2 separate regions of the Mus musculus genome follow, and region 1 is linked to region 2. Evidence: chromatin contacts called from public promoter capture Hi-C data. All regions are on one chromosome and are shown on one strand. Each heading gives the region's core, a stretch centred on a gene start, on an enhancer-like site or on the middle of the called end of the contact. The rest is flanking DNA. Distances are from core to core; before and after follow the strand shown. Region 1 holds the start of Calhm2 (calcium homeostasis modulator family member 2). Region 2 holds the start of Cyp17a1 (cytochrome P450, family 17, subfamily a, polypeptide 1).

Evidence for each region. Promoter capture Hi-C pulls out the DNA fragments that hold promoters and counts their contacts.
Region 1: a promoter capture Hi-C map of the HPC-7 cell line shows a contact between it and region 2. The contact joins the promoter of Calhm2 here to the promoter of Cyp17a1 in region 2. A contact is called at or near these places in 9 of 39 promoter capture datasets (the 3T3-L1 cell line, the HPC-7 cell line, cranial neural crest and 5 more), 1 of 115 datasets of contacts at active chromatin or transcription factors (embryonic stem cells) and 3 of 9 other capture datasets (adipose tissue, embryonic stem cells and liver).

What each region holds. Positions count from the first base shown.
Region 1 is chr19:47,134,849-47,140,714 of GRCm38.p6, forward strand. It overlaps Calhm2 (calcium homeostasis modulator family member 2), which reads right to left and starts at 3,446. Exons shown (of 3, transcript NM_133746.5): 1 at 3,057-3,446; 2 at 501-1,217. The coding sequence starts at 1,055.
Region 2 is chr19:46,669,788-46,675,148 of GRCm38.p6, forward strand. Cyp17a1 (cytochrome P450, family 17, subfamily a, polypeptide 1) reads right to left here and starts at 3,213. Exons shown (of 8, transcript NM_007809.3): 1 at 2,760-3,213; 2 at 1,170-1,305; 3 at 751-980; 4 at 1-21. The coding sequence starts at 3,056. The region is part of intron 1 of Gm41857 (predicted gene, 41857); the gene reads left to right. It also overlaps the pseudogene Gm6967. RefSeq lists a promoter at 3,081-4,130 and a cis regulatory region at 3,354-3,453.

The DNA of each region.
Region 1 (5,866 bases), core at 2,196-4,695, 470 kb after region 2:
AAAGAGTGACGCTGACTCAGTTACTGGGACAGAGATGCCTTCATCCCTGGGGTCAGCCAGCTCTGCTATCAACTCAAAAGCCCACAGCAGGTATTTGTGAGGTGGCCTACAGGGACCATGCTCAGTCAAGCTAGGGTAAAGATGACCTCACTAGGTAGATTGGGAATGGTCCTGGGTATTATGGGATATGGGATGTTCTCTCTGCGATTCTAGGTGGTGTTTCCTTAATGCTCAAAACCATCTCTAAGGGATGAAAGTGGAGCTTAGCGGCAGCTCATGCTTGACATTCATGTGGTCTAGGATTCAATCCCCAGCACCTAAAGACACATCAGAGACACACTTGTGATGAGCTGACCCTTGCCCCCCGTAACTCTAAGCCACAGGTCAATCTGCTGATGCCTGACACGGGTGAGTCTGTGCTTCCTCGGACAGGTGCTCATTCTCAAACGCTGTACCATCCTATCGAGTACCACCCCATCAGTGGCCACACAGCTCCTTACCTGAGACTCATACTTGAGCCTGCGGCTGACCTCCTCTCGGAAGCTCGATAGGTTGGCGGGGCCCTCTCCACAAGGGAACCTGGCTAGGACCTCCGTAGCATGGGCTGGGGGGAAGCCTTTATCCCCAGCTGTGAGCGAGGAGGGGTCCACAAACTCACTGAGAGCACAGACATAGGCCTCCCCTCGGAGCAGGGAGATGACAGACCAGGTGACTGGAGCCACAGCTGCACGGCCCAGGATTGAGCTTAGGAGGAGGAAGTTGGGGGCCGCGGAGCAGTTCTTGGCCCTCCGGTACTGGCACTCGGCGACTAGGTTCCAAGTGTGGTTGTTGAGAATGACTCCGATAAGGAAGAGGGCCAGCGCAGGCACGCCAATTGCTGTCAGTCCATACAGGTAGTTCCGGGCGGGTGAGCAGGGACAGTGGAAGGCCACCACTGAGAACAGCTCCTGACTGCCCACCGTGCCCAGGGCCACCAGCCCATTGAAAATCATCACATCCTTGCTCTTGAAGAAGAGAGACAGGAAGCGGAAGTTCTCTGCAATCAAGGCCGCCATGGTGACTGGCGGGCCGGGGATGGGATGCGCAGGAGGAGGCAGAAGAGGGCAGAACTGAGGGCTTCTGGTGAGACTAGTAAGGCGCGCAGCAGGCCGGAGGACAGCTGACAGCAGAGCATGATCATGCCATTTTAGCTCCTGCAGTGGCTGAACTGGTGCTTCCTGTGAAACACAGATGAGCGATAAATGCTTGCCTCTGAACACAGGCTGTGAACACAGTGCTGCTGTGGCCAAGCAGGCAGAGAAGGAGGGGGCGTGCATGGGCCTCTACAGCAATGGTGATAGCCATGGTTGCCTAAGTTCTTGCCGGGTACCAGGTGCTCTCAGTGGATGTTGCCCATCCTCAACGAATCTTTGCATGCTTTCCTTGGTATCCCCCTGGCATCCTTGTGCAACCCCCACCTCAAGCACAGTGAAGGATGTGGCTTCCTGAGCGTAAGCCCCTGGCCAGGGCCATGTATAAATAAATGACAGACCTCAGATTCAAGACCAGGTCTGCCTGCTTTGAATACTTTACAGTCCTTTTGCCACTACCCTCTTCTCCCCGGGGAGGATTAATAATGACCGGTGGTGTTAGGCCAGATGGGATGGATCCCTTTGGGATTTGGAACAATTTGGAGAGTATGGTACAAGTATCAAAGCTACAGGGGCTGTCCTAGTGGACAAAGGATAGACCGGGTCTGGTGGAGACCAGACCCCTGGACCAGTGACAAGCCTGAAACAAGATGCCAACACCCTTGGGTGCACAAAACCCCTTTATTTTGGAGACCTCAGAGTCTCAACACACTTCATGTGTTTTCCCCAGACAAGGATACGGATAAATCATTGTGATCCTAATCTCTTCCTAGGAATGTTAGGGACCACAAATGATGTCACAGAGTAGGCAGTTCAACATCTGAAACTCTTATGCCACCAGTTCTACCGAGGATGCTTCTCCTGATGCCAAAGACGGGAAAATCAAGGGGACAGGGTGTCTTGCCTGAGGCCAGACAAATCCAGAGGAGCCAGCTGAGATTTTGACCATGACTTGAGAATACTTAGAAAGTGGACACAATGTGTCAGAGCTAAACTAGCTCCCTCTGTTCATGGCCTCCAGACCTTGCTCTCCTTATTGCTTTCTCCATGCAGCAGCCTGCAGAATCTCTGCCCCAAGGAGCCACAGGTAGCTTCAGCGGGGTTTCAGGCTCGCTGTACTTATCTGCCCTCTTCTGCTTCATGACCTCAGCAGAGATGGCTCTGTGCCAGAAGAGGCCATGGCCTCAGGCTCTTTGGAAGTTTAGCCCCAATTCCCTTCCCAGACTCCACCCATACAGCCAGAGAGACAGTCAGGGTGTGGCCCCATGTCCACCCCCATCAGGAGAACAGGCACTGGGTGGGGTGGGGTGCGGTGGGGGGGACACCAAAAGAAACAGCTCTCCAAGCCAGATGAAGCCTGTGAGTGGAGAGAGGTCAGGCTGTGGAGAGAGATAGGGGAAGCCTGTGCTAAGTCTTTCTGGGTTATATTCACTTCTCTTTTCCTGTTGCCGCCTCTGCCGAGGATGCCATCTGGCACAGGCAGAGCCATGTGGGCTCTGGGAGGAGGGAGGACTGTCTGACTCCCCGGTTCAGAGCCCAGAGCTTCTAAATAATCCCACAAGGAAAGAACTTTGTCCTGTTGCTGGCCATAAACAGGCTAACAGGCAACTCCATCTTCTCCCTCCCTCCCTTCTTGGCTGCTAGGCACCCATTTGCTCCTTGGGGTGGTCTTGGGATCCTAAACCCACCCTCACATGGGGAACACAGTGCCTGACAGATAGCATAGGGATGGAGCAGAGCTGGGACCCGGCCATCCTCTGAGATTATCATGGGGGGGGGGGGGGCTCTTCCCAAGGACAGGAGACAGACAGCTGGGGGTGGGGGAAGCATCATTTCCGTGTTCTTCCCGGAGTTCCCTCCAGATAGTCTCTAGAGGCTGCCGGCTCCTTTAACAGCTGCACACTCCAGGAAAGGGCCCCTCCTTACCTAGGGCTGGTTGCAGGCCCCCGTGGCCTTGGATTCCTGATGGATTGACAGCAGTGTGGGCTCCCGCAGACACTGGGAAGGTGCTCCTGACCGCGAGGCAAAGTGGCCTCACGGGGTTCACTGCCGGCTTTGCTTTTGCACCCAGGTCCGCGTAGGATCCGGGCCCAGCGTTTGAACGCAACGCAACGGAGCTTTGGGCCCAGTTACAAACAAACTTAACTGGAGGCGTCTACAGATGAAGTGCAGGCATCTGCAGACAAATTTAACTCCAGAAAAGAGAGAGAAAGAAACAGTGGCGTGGAACTTTCTAGCCAGAGAATGGAAAAACAGCCTCCTGGCGCCAGGCAGAAGAGGGAGGGCTGCTGAGGGCGGCGCGAGGCAGAAACAGAGGAAGTGGAGAAGCGGTCTCCGATGCTGCGTCCTGTCCCAGCCCGCCTCTGGGCCCGCTGTGGCTGGCCCTACTGGCCCTGCCTTGACTCTACCCTGAGCACCCCTCGGGGGCCATCTGGGAAGGTCTAGGCAGTTGCCAGGCAGGGCCCTCAAGGAGATCTTGCCTAGGCTTGCCCTCCAGGCCAGTTAGAAGAACATCCCCCGTACTTGACACCCACCTGGCAGAAGCTGCGGGAGGAGTTCCCTGCAGAGTCAGGGGAGAGGTGGGTGTTCAGGATTGATGGTGATGCTCCAGATTGCAAACTCCTGGTCAAGACCCTGGTCCCCTCCTCCCCTCCTCTCTCTGCGCATCCTGCCTTTGCCTGTACCTGCCATCCCCAGAAGAGGACCTTCCCATCATAGTCCATCTAACTCCTAGGTACTGTCCCCATCTGGGTATCTAGAACTCCTAAGGCAGAGGCTGGTCTTAGGTAGAAATTAAAGGGAGACAGGATCTCTTAAACTGCACCGCCTGCCCCTAGAGTCGTCTCTGGGAGCTCACAAGTCATGAGTCAAGTCCACTGACAGGGAGAGTGTCAAGATGGCCTCAGTGGCTCCTAAGATTGGGAGAGATAGCCTTCACGGCCATCAGCTCTCCAGGGCTGGGACAGTGGGATTCACACTGAGCAGGGACAAGCCACACCCTCCTGAGTCTGGCTTGTCTGTGTAGCAGGGATAAATGGAGAGCAATCGGTACCCGTGCCTTTCCAAGAAGCACTTTACAGGGTGGGGGACTTGCCTGAGCTCCCACCACTCTGGAGTTAGGTCTCACCAAAGCTTCCCTCACGTCTGTTCCTCTGAGCACTTTCTGGCACCTTATCCCCTGTGGGTGCCCCACCCCACCCTGCAAGTGCACGCGTGCACACACACACACACACACACACACACACACACACACACACACACTTGGTCTGTATTCATTTGGTCCCTTTATTCGGATCTGGGGTTAAGTTCAACTTCCTGTTCCCTGTGGCACCTGGGTCCCAGCTGAGAGTGGAGGTGGGCTCTGAGATAGGCAGGCCAAGGGGCTGGAAGATGGGGCCAGGAAACAAGAAACTGTCTGCACTTCTACTTTCTTTTCTTGGACAAGACAGCAGCTAAGTATTCCTGTCCTGTCCCATCCCTTGGTCGGGTTCAGGGGAGAGGAGAGCAAGCAGTCATGAGTTCCGAAAGGAATGAGCACCTTAACCACACAGCTCCAAGTGTCTGCTGCGTGCCACACGCTTTTACGCATGGTGTGTGAGACCCCGACTTAGAATGTTTCTCCCTGGAAGGTAAAGCCCCTGGCTGTTCCCCAAGCTTGTTTTCCCTGATCTCTAAAAATACAGCCAGAAAGAAGCTCTTTGTTCTCTATAGCCAGCAAAAAGCCTTTTTGTTTCTGAGCCTTACAGCCAGAGATGCGATACTTGTAATTTTACCAAGGACATCGGCAGAGAAGAACTCTCCTCCCAACTCCTCCCAATTCCTTGGCTAGCTGTTAAAAGCCCCCTACTGTTACTTCCCTGCCCTGCATTGCTCGAGGAGTTCGTCCTCAGCTAGCTGATAATAAAACCTCTTGCAGTTTGCATCAGGTGTGGGTGGGATGCTGGCCAGCTCATCCCGGGACTTGAGCGGAGGCCCAGCTTCGGGGGTCTTACAGGTGAACCTGTGAGGTAGATGGCCTTCTCCCTGTTCCATGAATGAGGAAGCTGAGACTCCCTCCCAAAAAAGAGGCACTTGGCCCAGGGACACACTTTGCAAACGGTAGAGTCAGCCTTTCACCCAACCTTAACCCAGTCTTTGATCTTAGCTACTTCCCTTCTTAGGCAACGCCTCCATCTTCATCACACCTCAGGGCACACTTCCCAGGGAGCCTTGGAGAAAACGGGAGTTCATTGGTTCCCATTTCTAGCTCTCAAACCTCACAGATGGTCTGTTTTCCTGTAATGTGTGTGAAGAGGATTGGTGTGAAGGAAACCCGGAGGCCGTCTGGCTCAACAGTTGTCTAACAGCCCCAGGACACACACCTTGGCCTCTCTCATGTAGTCTTGTCATCTTATCATGGGTCACTGAGGTGTGTCACACAAGCTGAATCCCAGTCCCTTTTACCTAAGAAACTGGCAAAGACCATGAGAGGGTTGCTTGCCCTCAGTTTCTTTCTTTTGTTTTGTTTTGTTTGTTTTGTTTCGAGACAGGGTTTCTCTGTGTAGCCCTGGCTGTCCTAGAACTCACTCTGTAGACTAGGCTGGCCTCGAACTCAGAAATCCGCCTGCCTCTGCCTCCCAAGGGCTGGACTTAAAGGCGTGCACCACCACCGCCTGGCTGCCCTCAGTTTCTTGAGCCTGAGTGTAGTAAGAGAAGTCTAGAGCAAGAGGGAACTCTGGGTGTGGGCTTTGGGAGCC
Region 2 (5,361 bases), core at 1,963-4,462:
CAAGTTTTTATTGGGAAAAATCTGGAAAGAGAAGGAAATGTCAAATCCATCCACGCAATTAGGAAAATCCTTGGCGAGAGGCAGACTTTAGCTTTCGGTTTAAGAAAGTCTCCACGCCAGTCTGGACCTTTATCAAGAAAGGCAAGAAGATAGCGGAATGTGGTTACCAGAGACAGGAAGGACAACTTTAAACAGTGGAGTACAGGGTAGAGTCCTCATGTTCTCAATTCAATCCATCACCAAGCCCTGACAGTGTTGTGCTCTCCCTTATCATAAGTCAGACTTGAGACTAAGGACTTGGGCATGTTCCTCAAATAGGTTAAGCCTGTGTCTGTCTCTCCTCAGCACTGAGGATAACTGGGTATACCTCCTGGGGGAAGCTTCCAGTGACTAACACTTACCAGGTGCTCACTGCTGACAAATGGCAACTAGAGAATAATAGCCCTGAGTAGGAAGATACAGGACATAAAAAAAAGAGAGACACAGCAAAGTACTATAGTACATGTTTGTAGTCCTAGTACTTGGGACTTGGAGGCAGGAGGATCAAAATTTCAGAGTCATTCTCAGCTGCTTAGGTTGTTCGAGGCCAGTGTGAGCTATATGAGAGTCGGCCTGGAGGATAAAAATGCCGACCAAGTGTCTGGGGTTGTATGAGGCAGAGCAGATGACTGTGGGAAGAGTTGGAAGAGAAAGATGGTCATGGAAACTGAAAGTACTGGGGACACTGTCGCAGTGGGATCTCCTTCTCACCTTCAACCACGGGAATATGTCCACCAGATCGCTGTGGCCCAGGACATCCACAATACCCTCTGTAAAGGTCTGTATGGTAGTCAGTATCGGATCCTTGTTCTCAAAAGAGATGTTGAAGCAGATGGTACAGATGATATTGATTACTGACTTGAAGATGAGCGTAGACAGATCTCGGGACTCCCCGTCGTATGTAAGTATCAAGTCACACAGTGAGTTGGCTTCCTGACATACTGACAAGAGGGAGGAAAGTGAAGAGGAGGGATCAGTCAACGCTGTCGCCTCTGGCCAAGGTCTTATCCAGGGATAGGCATAGAGAGCTGATGGCCACTTGATGGCAGCAGCCGCTAAGAAATGGCTGCACCCAGCCGCCCAGCATCCTTCCCCAGCCCCCTAGCCCTAAGGGTTAGCCTTTCACTCACTCATCTTCTCCAGTTTCTGGTCATCCCTGAACAGGGAAAAGGTGCTGAATACCAGCTTCCGGTGCAGCTGCCAGGAGCTACTACTATCCGCAAAGGCGACGCCTTTTCCTTGGTCCGACAAGAGGCCTAGAGTCACCTTTGGAGAGCAGGCAAGGCTGTAGGCATTATCAGGCAAACTCCCGGAACTCTCAGGCTTCTCCATCTATCTATCTGCAGTCCTGATGAGTGCTGTGAGATCCCTATGCCTCTCTTACTTAGTAGGACGCCCCAAAGTCCTCACTAAAGTTCCATGAAAGGCAGTAGAGCGAGGAGACAGAAAGAACCCTGGATTTGAATGCAAGAGCCCTGGGGTTCAGGTCATTAGTAGGGTGCCCTCTGGGACTCTCTAGTTCAATTTTTGACCTGGAGAGTCAGCTATGGGTGGGATGAGCTAGGTGAGTCTGTCCTAGGGACGAGGAGACTGAGAGACTTCCAAGACAGCTCTATTTTTGTCCCCAACCACCAGGCTGCTAAAGCCATACTTGCTGGCCTGTGCACCCAGCCTCAGATCCTCATTTGGAGACAGCAGATGTTTGATCCTCCCAGGTTGGACTTAAGCTTGAGCTATCATCTCTAAAAGATGCCATCTACAAAACACAAGGGTCTAAGTCTTCATTCTCCATCCCCGACTCTCCCCAAAACCCACCAGGCTAGTCTCTTATTCACAGGGTGGTGGTGATGGTTTTATTCCCTTCCTTCCTTCCTTCCTTCCTTCCTTCCTTCCTTCCTTCCTTCTCCCCGTATAGCATTGGCAAGACCAGGCTGCCCTCAAACCCAGAGATTTACCTGCCTCTGCCTCTGCCTCCCAAGTGCTAGCCTTAAAGGCGTGTGCTGCCGTCACCTGGCCCAGTTTATTCCTTTGCTTCTGAGAGGAACCCAAACCTGAGAGAGCCTGGCAGTTGGGCAGCCACGCTGGCTGACCAGCGCATGGAAAAGGAATTTGTTTTGGCCTGTTAAAAGCTGAGGCTGGTCGTCCTCTATCGGGGTACCCAGGGGAACACTTGCAACAGGGTCATGGGAGCACAGGTGGTGTTTGTAGGATGGCTACTCAACAGTCAGCACAAATGAGAACAGATGCCCCAAGATACTACTGTATGTCCCTGTCCCTTGTCCCCTCTCCCCCTGTAATATTCCCCCAGCTATCTGTGAGCCAAAGCCATATAAGAGAAACTGCAGTCCTAGCCCTCCATGATGCCAGCCGCTTCTCCAAGCATCTTCTGGTGGAGGATGCAATCACTGCCCTATTTCCCAACAATGTCACACTTATAGAGAACTTTAGCTCTGGGTCTGGGCTAAAGGCTTTGCCTGGATATTCTAGAATGATTATCGTATCATAGAGGGGAAGGTGAGTGGCATACAGGCTTCTCAGCTCTGCAGGTCCCTGCACCATCTTGCTAGACAAGCCATTCAAGGGTTTTCCCGTTAATTCCTCCTTCCCAGTTTAGAGGTTCGGTAGGGTCTTGAGGGAGCAGTCCCACAAGTCTGATTTTGAAAGAAATAAGAACTGTACAACCCCAGGGACCGAGGAAGAGGAGGGTTGGCACTGCTTACCATCTGGGGCCGACCAGAGAATTCTTTCCCCTTCTTCACGAGCACTTCTCTGGCCAGCTGATAGTGACCGACAATCACTGCAGTTGTGGTACCCAGGCGAAGAGAATAGATGGGACCATACTTTTCCTGCAGCTTGAAGAAGTTGGCATGCATATGACCACGTCTGGGGAGAAACGGTAGACTACCCACCAGGGGCAGGAATGGAAGGCTCCTGGGGAACTTGGCATTAGGTGTCTTTGACTTGGGCCAAAAGAAATAGGCCAGGATGAGCAGCAAGAGACCCACAAGTTCCCACATGGCAGCCAGGTGTAGGCAGATGGCCAGCTGTGGAGTGGAGAAGCTACAGCAATTTCAGCAGAGAAGGAGAACTTTTAAAAGGCGTTTCTGATTGTCACCTTGAAGACGTGTTATCTCTTGGCCTGCAGAAGTTTATCCTGGAGTGTCTCCAAGCCTGAGTCCTCACCCAGAAAAGGGAGAGGAGAGGGAATTTGGCCTCCACAAGGGCTGGCTCAGATTAAGGACGAACTCCTGGAGGAGGAGCTGGCTAAAGAGCAGAGAGTTGGTCATCTCCCTGGGGCTTCTGCGCTATGGATCCTCCCAGAGGCAAATGCTATCAGATTAAGATCAAGGTTTCAGAGTGCGTGCTGTAATGTCAAAAGTGCTGCACAGTTAATAATTAATGTCATCAGGTTGCAGCTAGCCAAAGCTGTCAAAGAGACTTCAGTCTTATTATCTGATAGTTGAGGAGAGAGAGGTCTTTTAGGGTTAGTTTGCATAAGGTCACACAAGGCAGTGATGATAAGAATCCAGAAGTCATAGGCTTTCAGGTACACAGAACATCAGCTCAAGGGCCATTGCAGGTCTCTGTTCAAATAGCTTGGTTACTTTCTAGGTACATTCTCTTGAATGGGCTATTTAATATTTTCTGGAAATAAATGATTTTGTCATGTTACTATGTATAAAACGTAAAATGCATCATTTAAAATACTTTAACTAAGAGCTGGAGAGATGGCTCAGCAGTCAAGATGCCTCGTTGCTCTTCCAGAAGACCCAGGTTAGATTCCCAGCACTGACATGGTAGCTCACAACTTTCTGTACCTCTGGTTCCAGGAAAGCACCTTCTGGCCCCTGAAAGCACCCCCAACACACACGGTCTGCATACATACATGCAGGTAAAACACTCATGCCTATAAAATAATAAAACACTAGTTAAAAATCATATAAAATATCTAACTAGTATCTTAAACACAAAAATTACAGAGTAACATTTTAATTGTCATTTTAAAAATTTATTACATTTGAGCCATCTCTCTGCCTCTTTAATCATTTTTAAAGGTACATTTTAGGGACGGCAATGCCAATACTCAGCTGTAATCCCAGCAGACACAGGAGGGTTGGGCCAGCCTCAGTTTCATAGGAAGTCTGAAGTCACCCTGGGCTATAAAACACTATGGCCCACTCAAGATCAACAGCAAAAGTTTACATTTTAGGCGTATATATATATATATATATATATATATATATATATATATATGTATTGTGCAGCGAATTTTATTGATGGTATTCAAGAGGGTAGGGAGGGCTCCCTAGGCCCCTCCTGTTATTATGGGGGTCTGGGATGGAAATTGTGAGGGAGATGCTCAGAGTTGGGCTAGGGACTCCTCAGCAACCGAGGGCCTCTCTCTTGCTCTCAGTGTCCTTGCTGGGGTGGGTGGTCCAGGGTTTCTTACTCCTTGAAGGCCATGTAGGCCATGAGGTCCACCACCCTGTTGCTGTAGCCATATTCATTTTCTTACCAGGAAATGACCTTTACAAAGTTGTCATTGAGAGCAATGCCAGCCCCAACACCAAAGGTGGAAGAGTGGGAGTTGCTATTGAAGTGGCAGGAGACAACCTGGTCCTCAGTGTAGCCCAGGATGCCCTTCAGTGGGCCCTCAGATGCCTCCTTCAGCATCTTCTTGATGTCATCATACTTGGCAGGTTTCTCCAGGCGGCATGTCAGATCCACAATGGATACATTGGGGGTAGGAACACGGAAGGCCATGCCAGAGAGCTTCCCATTCAGCTCTGGGATGACCTTACCCACAGCCTTGGCAGCACCAGTGGATGCAGGGATAATATTCTGAGCAGCCCCATTGCCATCATGCCACAGCTTTCCAGAGGGGCCATCCACAGTTTTCTGAGTGGCATGGTGGCATGGACCGTGGTCATGAGCCCTTCCACAATGTCAAAGTTGTCATGGATGAATTTGACCAGGGGGGCTAAGCAGTTGGTGGTGCAGGATGCATTGCTGACAATCTTGAGTTAGTTGTCATATTTCTCATGGTTCACACCCATCACAAACATGGGGGTATCTGCAGAAGGGGCAGAAATGATGACCTTTGGGCCCCACCCTTCAAATGGGCCCCAGCCTTCTCCATGGTGGTGAAGATGCCAATAGACTCCTCGACATACTCAGCACCAGCATCACCCCCATTTGCTGTTAGCAGGGTCTTGCTCCTGGAAGATGGTGATGGGCTTCCCGTTGATGACAAACTTCCCATTCTCGGCCTTGACTGTGCCGTTGAATTTGCCATGGGTGGAGTCGTTCTGGAACATGTAG